Regions from separate parts of the Zea mays genome. Here region 2 is linked to region 1. Evidence: chromatin contacts called from public Hi-C data. All regions are on one chromosome and are shown on one strand. Each heading gives the region's core, a stretch centred on a gene start, on an enhancer-like site or on the middle of the called end of the contact. The rest is flanking DNA. Distances are from core to core; before and after follow the strand shown. Region 1 holds the start of LOC109941975 (RING-H2 finger protein ATL67). Region 2 holds the start of LOC100194290 (Phenylalanine--tRNA ligase chloroplastic/mitochondrial).

Region 1 (3,993 bases), core at 378-2,877:
ATTCTTGGCTGTTAACTGCATGGCTGTGCGGGTGCTGGGTTGACCGCGTCCTGGCTGGGGCTTCCATTAGTAGGGGAAGCCCAGGGCTTCCATTACCTCTTCCCTATATATATATATATATATATATATATATATATATATATATATATATATATATATATATATATATATATATATATATATATATAAACATCTCAAATACTAAATATAATAAAATTTGATAAAATTATAAATACTATTTATCAAACATTATTTTAAAATTTATAAAAAAATCACTAACATATGAATAATCAAAGTACATAAAATTAATATTTTGTTAGCCATATTAAAGATAACTTTGTATATAAAAATGTTAATCACATAGATGAGATTTAAATAGTTTAAATAAGATATATTTTTGTTATATTAAAGTTGATATTATTTATATTACTAATTAGTCATATATATAAATTTTAAATGATTTTATACGTACCTTGTTATCTACATATACGAATAATATCAAGTATCTACTATATATTTAAGAGTAAATTACATTGTCGGTCTTTAAAACTGTAACATTGTATCATACTGATTCCTAAACTCTCAAAATGTACATACATGTCTCTAAACTTGTAAAATTGTATTATCTCTCTAAACTTTCAACATGCATATTTTGGTCTTTTATATTTGTATGGTTGTGTCATCTAAATCTCTAAACTTTTTTTGGTGTTATCAAAGGTCTAAATTATTTAGACATGTGATGACACCAACAATTAAAGTATAGAGACCAGAATGTGCATGTTGAGAGTTTAGGGATCAAGACGATACAACTTCATAAGTTTATGGATCTAGTTGTGTACTTTGTGAGTTTATCGATCAGGATAAAACAACGCTATAAGTTTAAAGACATACATATTCTATATTTAAATATGAATGTGAAACTAGCAAGAGAATAGTTATAGAAATCATATAAGAATATACATTAAAATGAAGAGAAATAGGGATCCTGAATATGTGACGTGTGTGTGCCTACTCCATGCACATGGATATATGTATTTTATAAGTTTAGGACCTTTGGTGACATGCTCTGCGAACTTTAGGAATTGATTCAGGCTGTCCGCAGTGAGGGACTCTACCCGGAACTGCGCCTGGGTAGAGTCCAAGTTTTGCTGCAGCGGCACACTCTACCGCGAACTGCAACTATTCCGAGGAGGCCTCGAACTCCAAATATGGCGTCGTGCTCTATCCTCTCTCTTTCCTCCACGCTGGCAGCCCGAACAAGTGCCCTGGAGGACTGCCATCACCGGTACAATAAAAAATGGTAAAATAATAGGTAGTTGTGTAGGGTTGAGATATGGAGTAAATATGACTGCGGATGATTGTGATATAGAGTAAAGAATTTTGCTGACAAGAACAAAATATTTCTTTTAAAGTAGAAATTTAGAGTTATATGAGTGCGGACAGCCTCAGCACCGTTGGTGCCAAGTCAGCAGTCTAGATCCGTTTGGACCTATGAGGTAGTTTGTTCCAAGTTTGAAGATCTGAACATGTATTTTAGGGTCTAGAATTCTAGTCCAAACTGTATTTCTACAGTGTTTTTGGGAACAGCCCACACTGCTACCACTCCGCCGTTCTCCTTCCCCATCTATTCTCCAGCAGCGCGAGCACGAACAGAGAGAGCAATTCACGTCCCCGCCATTAAATGCAATAAATGCAGCCGCTCGAGCCGCGCACCCACCCCGCCAGATCTGAATTCTGAACCCCGCGACAAGGCAAATATCACCGGTTCACCACGCCACCTCCAACATTTACTCCCCCACCCCCACCCCCACGCGGCCTCGATTCCAACTTCCACCCAGTGATCCAGGGCATCGGCATCCACCACCACCGACCGTGCGTGCGCGGCGGTCCGCCAATGCCATTCCGCCGCTCCCTCGCCACTAGGGACTCGCCACCGCGATGTCCTTCCTCTCCTCGCTCTCCAGCCTCGGCCTCGGTTACTCCATCGCCATCGCGCTCGGCTTCCTCGTCCTGCTCGCCTCCCTCCTGCTGGCTTTCTACTTCTGCTTCGGCCGCGGCGGGGACTACTGGGCCGGAGAAGCAGCCACCACGGCCTCCAGCTCCGGCCACCTCTCCATCACCGTCCCGCGCGTGCTCTTCGTCGCGGAAGGGTCCGAGTCCCCCGACGCCGACGCCGCTTACTCCTCCGCCGCCGTCGCGGCCTGCTCACCCGTCGGGCTCGATGCCGCCGCCATCGCGTCCTACCCCAAGGTCCCTTTCTCCTCCAGCGGGGCCACCGACGCCGACGCCATGTGCTCCATCTGCCTCAGCGAGTACAGGGACGGCGAGACGCTGCGCGTGATGCCCGAGTGCAGGCACGGCTTCCACGTCGCGTGCCTCGACGCCTGGCTGCGGCGGAGCGCGTCGTGCCCCGTCTGCAGGTCCTCCCCCATCCCGACGCCCAACTCCACGCCGCTCGCGACGCCGCTTTCCGAGCTCGTCCCGCTCTCGCAGTACGCCGCCGACCGGAGGCGCCGCAGGTGATGGACATACTGGTATATTTACAAAAATTTGTTTGGATGTGAAGTTATGATGGGTTGCTTGAGTAGTTGACTGTGGGGTTGCTTTTAGGATATATTTTACAAAAAAAATTGTTTGGATGAAAATCACAGCTACCTCGACTAGTTTTTTGTGATTTTGTAACGTAGAAGAAGCAAAAGTTGGAGCAAGGGATAAGTGTAAATACAGATTGCCCGAGTATCTCCTGGTGATTTACACTCTACGAGTACATTGCTACTGAAACTATGGCTAGATGGATTGTAGAGAATTGGTGTCCCAGTGTCAACGAGCGACGTGTAGTATTTTTTTTAATCCCAACCCACCTGATCCCATAAAACTGTGCGCAAGCTAATTAAGCCACAGAAAAAAAAAACTGGGCACATGAGATTTGTAGCTCCGGATCACTGGTCGGATGGTTGGTGAGCTGGAACATCAATGCTCATGAGCTAAACGAATGTTGATTTGTCTGCTATCTTCGTTGCCAAGTTGGCATGTGAACATGTCTGTCCTAAAATTACTCGATCGGTTACTCTGTGAGCCTCTGAATAAATATCATCATCAAACATCAATCTGTATATATGTTCATGCTATGCTAATAAAATTCGTGGGTTCATGCACTGACGAAAATCCTGATCCAGCCTGCTATCATGTTGCTTCGAACACATTATCATATATGATACAAAAGTCGCTATGTGGTAGACGTTTGATTTTTTACTAGAATTGCGTTTGTTTTTTGTTCGCATGCAGTAATGTCAGAAAACGATCTCTTTTTGTACGCATTCCTTCCCTGTCGCATATTGTACATCTGTTGCCTAGTCAATACATAGCGGTACGGTTTGAGGGCATATACAACCTTCTTCTGAGGATTTTCGAAAAGGATCATGCCATGTGTTTCTCCTATGCCAGAATGTTGCTTTCGCTGTTGTTCCAGCTTGTGTTGTAAAAGTATAATAAGTAAAGATTTTATTGGAAACTTGGCAGCTAAAAGCTGGATTTCTTCTGAATTCAGCTTTTCTGGTCGCCTTGCACAGAACCACCTGACCTGATGTGGTTAGCTTGCTTCTCTCGTGGGTTTGTTGTTAAATGGTTCTTGGCGTTTGGTTTACTTTTTCCATCATTCTCACCTGCCCAAGTCCAAGGAAACAGCCAAGGAGTGGACGATGGAGTAGAAGAAGATGCGGTCATTTATCACGCTGGAGAAATGGCGAGCAGTATGAGGATGTAGGGCACTGAGCGTACATGCGTACGGTGTACTGCATCCCCTTGCGCTCGCTACGTCCGGAATACGCGTCTTCATCCATCAGGTACAGTCAGAGCAGGTCGGCACTCCACTGCCAACCGCACATGGACATGGACATGGACATGGACACTCTCAAGAGCACTTTTCTAGTGCGGCCGCTGTACAGTGTCATGGCTGTATGATACGGAACATATTTGGATTTTGGATGGTCCCAG
Region 2 (3,993 bases), core at 989-3,488, 170 kb after region 1:
CGGGCCCCCACGCACGTGTTCAAACCGGAGATGGTGCTTGGGGAGGGCGGCTTCGGCCGGGTCTACAAGGGCTGGGTCGACGAGCGCACCTCAACCCGGCCAAGAGCAATGCCGGCGTCGTCGTCGCCGTCAAGAAGCTCACCCCGAATAGCGTCCAGGGCCTGCAGGAGTGGCAGGTGCGTGGCAGGATCGCTTCTTCCTTTCGTTCTGTTTTGATGAAATCGAGTCTTAATAATTAAACACAGTAGCAGACCACTGAATCTCCTTTTTTTTCTTGCTTGTTAGTTTGACTTGAGATTAGAAAAGGGCCTAATGTTTCCAGCACCAAACAAAATTAGCAATGAACATACAACATTTTGGTGGATAAGTTCTTAGGTAAGGATAAAGCAGATGCTGAAGGTCGAGAGATGCTAAACTGCATGAACTGAATTCTAGAATGCTAAGTGTAAGTTTTGAATAATATTGTTTCCTTGTCATCTAGAACCACAATGCATTGAACTTAAAGCACAGTATAGAAAGGAAGGCACAATATGCCTTTGGATTTTCTTCATTCCAATTGACAGCAGAGAGTAGAAAGGATGGAGCCCTATGATACACAGCTGGGGCTCATGGCCTCTCGGCCTTCTCTGGGGTGTGTACATGCCTTATGGTTGTCTCCTTTATCTTTGTATCCAATGTTCTAGATGGTAGACTGCCTGAAATAAGGCATACTACGTCAAACCATATAAACCTGATTTTTTGCATGTTTAGTCTAATGAACAGTCATGTACCTGGTGTTAGAACTTCGCCATACAAATAAAAGAGGGGGGCTCTTCAGTCAAGTCAACAGTTGGCAGCACTTGTCGCAACACAAAACTTTTGCCTGACTGTTTCTACAGAAATAGGTTCTGTCATACATATTGCTGAGGCTATCAGGAAGGATCTACTCATAAGAGAAATATTAATTATGTTTCCACGGATATGCTGCCTTGATAGAACAAAATTGTTATGGACAGTTCTAACCTTAGATTTGTGGCAGCTTGTTGACAATATTTTTCAGGTAAACCCCTTTCGATTAATAGTTGCGAAGAAGGGGTAGTTCATGCTAGGCGATGTGGCGAAAGCATGCTGATAGAACGAAATTGTTATGGACGGCGATGTGGCGGAAGCATGCTAGGCCTGCTCCACAGGCTCCTCTCGGTGTGCGACGGTGTCTGGTCCACCTCGTCGGCCCTTGGTGCTGTGACCTCCTTCGGGGACAACTCTAAGGGCTGTGACAGCCTATTCTGGTGGCAAGACCTCGCGCGCTGCTGGTCCACCTCGTCGGCCCTTGGTGCTACGACCTCCTCCGGGGACAACTCTAAGGGCTGTGACAGCTAGGGGTGGGCATTTTAAAACCGAAAACCGAACCCAAACCGACCCCGAATAGACCGAGTTGTCGGTCTATTCGGGTTTTCGGGTTCGGGTTCAGTTCCTATATGTGCTATATTTCGGGGGTATGGGTTCGAGTTCGGTTCCTAACCTTTAAAACCCGAATAGACCGAATAACCCGAAATATGAAAAAGCTCTTAATATGTGATGATATTATTATATGATTTATGAACTTATTAGCTAAAATAATGATATCATCTTAATGATAGTATATATATCTCTCTATGCTATTTTTTATAGTTACTTGTTGTAATAATAGTAATTTGAATTATTTATTTATTGTATATATTTTAACAAAAGATACTAGTCTCTCTACTATTCGAGTCTATTCGGTGGACCGAATAGACCGAACCGAAATTGTGCGTCTATTCGGGTTCGGTTCCTAAAATAATTTTGAAAATTTCGGTTCTATTTTTTCAGAACCCGAAATTTCAGAAACCCGAATAGACCGAACCGAATTACCCTAATAGACCGAATGCCGAGCCCTAGTGATAGCCTACTCTGGTGGCACGACTTCGCGGTGCCATGCTGGCAACGTCTCCATCATCATCGCCTAGGCCAACCTGGTGCTTGAAAACCTTTCTTATAACAGTGTAATACACATTTGTATATAAGTTATTATGATATTATATGTTCCCGTTGCATCGCACGGACATTTACCTAGTAAGATTATATAATCTATATAAAACAAGCTAGATTATATAATCATATAGAAAAATAAACACCTTTAACCAACAACTAGGCTGATAAAAAAGAGCATAAATAGTGATTCGAATTCCACCTGGAGCATGTTTGAATCTATAAATAATGCTAAAATCTAACATTCACTTTTAGCTCAACTTTATTTTTGCAGCACCATTATTTCTTACACTTCTCGTCTTCTTCCCCTTTCGCTTTCACTCTTCCTTTGCAGCTCACACTCACAAGAATCCCCCGCGTCGCAGACATGCGGCCGCTTATCCGAACCGCTCGCTGCTGGCTCCTCCGCGCGCGTGTTCGCGGCATGGCCACGCTTCCAATGGCGCTCTCCCCCGCCGCCATTTCCCCCTTCACCACCCTCCCCCTCTACTATTCTTCGCGTCCTCACCGCCGCCTCCTCGCCCGCTTCTTCTCCGTCGCTTCGGCACCGGGCGGAGCGAAAGGGCACCGACCGGCGGCCTCCGCCGTTGAGGTGGGCGGCGTCAAGATCGCGCGCGAGGGTGAGTAGGGGCTCTCGGGGCCCAAGCTTTGACGATGTAAAGGCGGGATCTTGGTAGGATGGCAGGGGTTTTGAGCAGGGTTTGCTTTGGTTGGATTGCTTCTACTTTTCGCGAGATAGGATTTGAGAGTTCAAATACGCTATGTTTGGTCTACTACTGGTAGGGTTTTGGGAGGTTCCATTCATTCATGGTGCATTGGAGATATCATAATGACTATGTGATATCCTGATCCCAGCGGATTCAGGAACGGATTAAAAGGGGGCTAAATTTTTTAAACTGAACTAAGATAAAGCTAAATGATATCATTCTTTATGTCCATAAAAAACAAGAACCTATAAAAAGAGAATTTTTGTTGTACACGGCTCTTATTAGTCTCAAGTGTTGTGTTAAAATCATCTTTTTTATGAGAAATATGTACATCCTATCTCTATAAACATAAATATTAATTTGAATTGATGGAACAAAATTAATTAATATCTAAAAACAACTGCTCGTGTGTATTGGTGTCTGCTATCCTGTAATTGTGCTATGCGCTGCTCTGCTTGTGTTGCGTGCTGCACTCCTTACGCAGATAGTGACACACGGAGGGCTGTGAGCGCGATCTGGGCGCCCGATTTTTTTGTATTTTAATCTTTTTTTTGAAAAATGTTCATGTTTAGACCCTTAAATAACTTAATCTCATTTTTGGACCCTTTAGTCGGCGCCGTAGGCTGTGGCGTCGAGATAACACGGCTCGGCGCCACAGATCTTGGCGTCGAGGTGCGTGCTCCGCTGGCGAGAGAGGCTGACACGACGCTGACGTGGACGAGCTCGGCGCCATGAATCATGGCGCCGAGCTCCAGTCACCACAAGAGCTCAACTTGTTCGCTGCGTCACTTAGTGTTTCAATTGAAACGACATTTCGTCTTCCTTGGTCCACAGTCGTCTGCTCCACCTGCTCCTTCCTGGAACCTTCTCCTCCACAGTCCCTGCAGAAGTTCCGTTTCCCAGTCTGTTTTCTTGAAGGAAAAGCTTCGACCAATCAAATTCAAAGATCTCTTGTTTTAAGCATGGCATCCCATCCATGTCTACCGTCACTAGTGCAGTGAGCGACTAGGACTAATGTGGTACGCTGTGCACACGCAGTCGCCGGCATAAAGATCCAGCTTCTTCTTTAACCGCCTCCCGTCCAGGGACCCGACCATGGCCGCCGAGCCGGCGGATGTCGGTGACTCCGATTCCTTCTCCCCGTCGGACTTCCTCAACCTTGGTCCCCCAACGCCTCGCCTCGAGAGCCCCGCCCTGCAGCTCAGCAGCTGCACGACAACGATGACGACCTCGTGCTCCCCTTCATCTCGCGCATGCTCATGGAAGAGGAGACGAACGACTTCTTCGAGCAGTACCA

What was found. Hi-C and Micro-C count contacts between places; a contact is called where the count stands out from the background.
Region 2: a contact with region 1 is called in a Hi-C map of tassel, with 1.5 times the contacts expected there. The contact joins the promoter of LOC100194290 here to the promoter of LOC109941975 in region 1. A contact is called at or near these places in 3 of 25 Hi-C or Micro-C datasets (leaf and tassel).

The regions. Positions count from the first base shown.
Region 1 is chr8:181,976,622-181,980,614 of Zm-B73-REFERENCE-NAM-5.0, forward strand. It overlaps LOC109941975 (RING-H2 finger protein ATL67), which reads left to right and starts at 1,628. Exons shown (of 2, transcript XM_020543274.2): 1 at 1,628-2,519; 2 at 3,548-3,993. The coding sequence starts at 1,939. The coding sequence ends at 3,584.
Region 2 is chr8:182,149,063-182,153,055 of Zm-B73-REFERENCE-NAM-5.0, forward strand. It overlaps LOC100194290 (Phenylalanine--tRNA ligase chloroplastic/mitochondrial), which reads left to right and starts at 2,239. Exons shown (of 10, transcript NM_001139329.3): 1 at 2,239-2,609. The coding sequence starts at 2,357.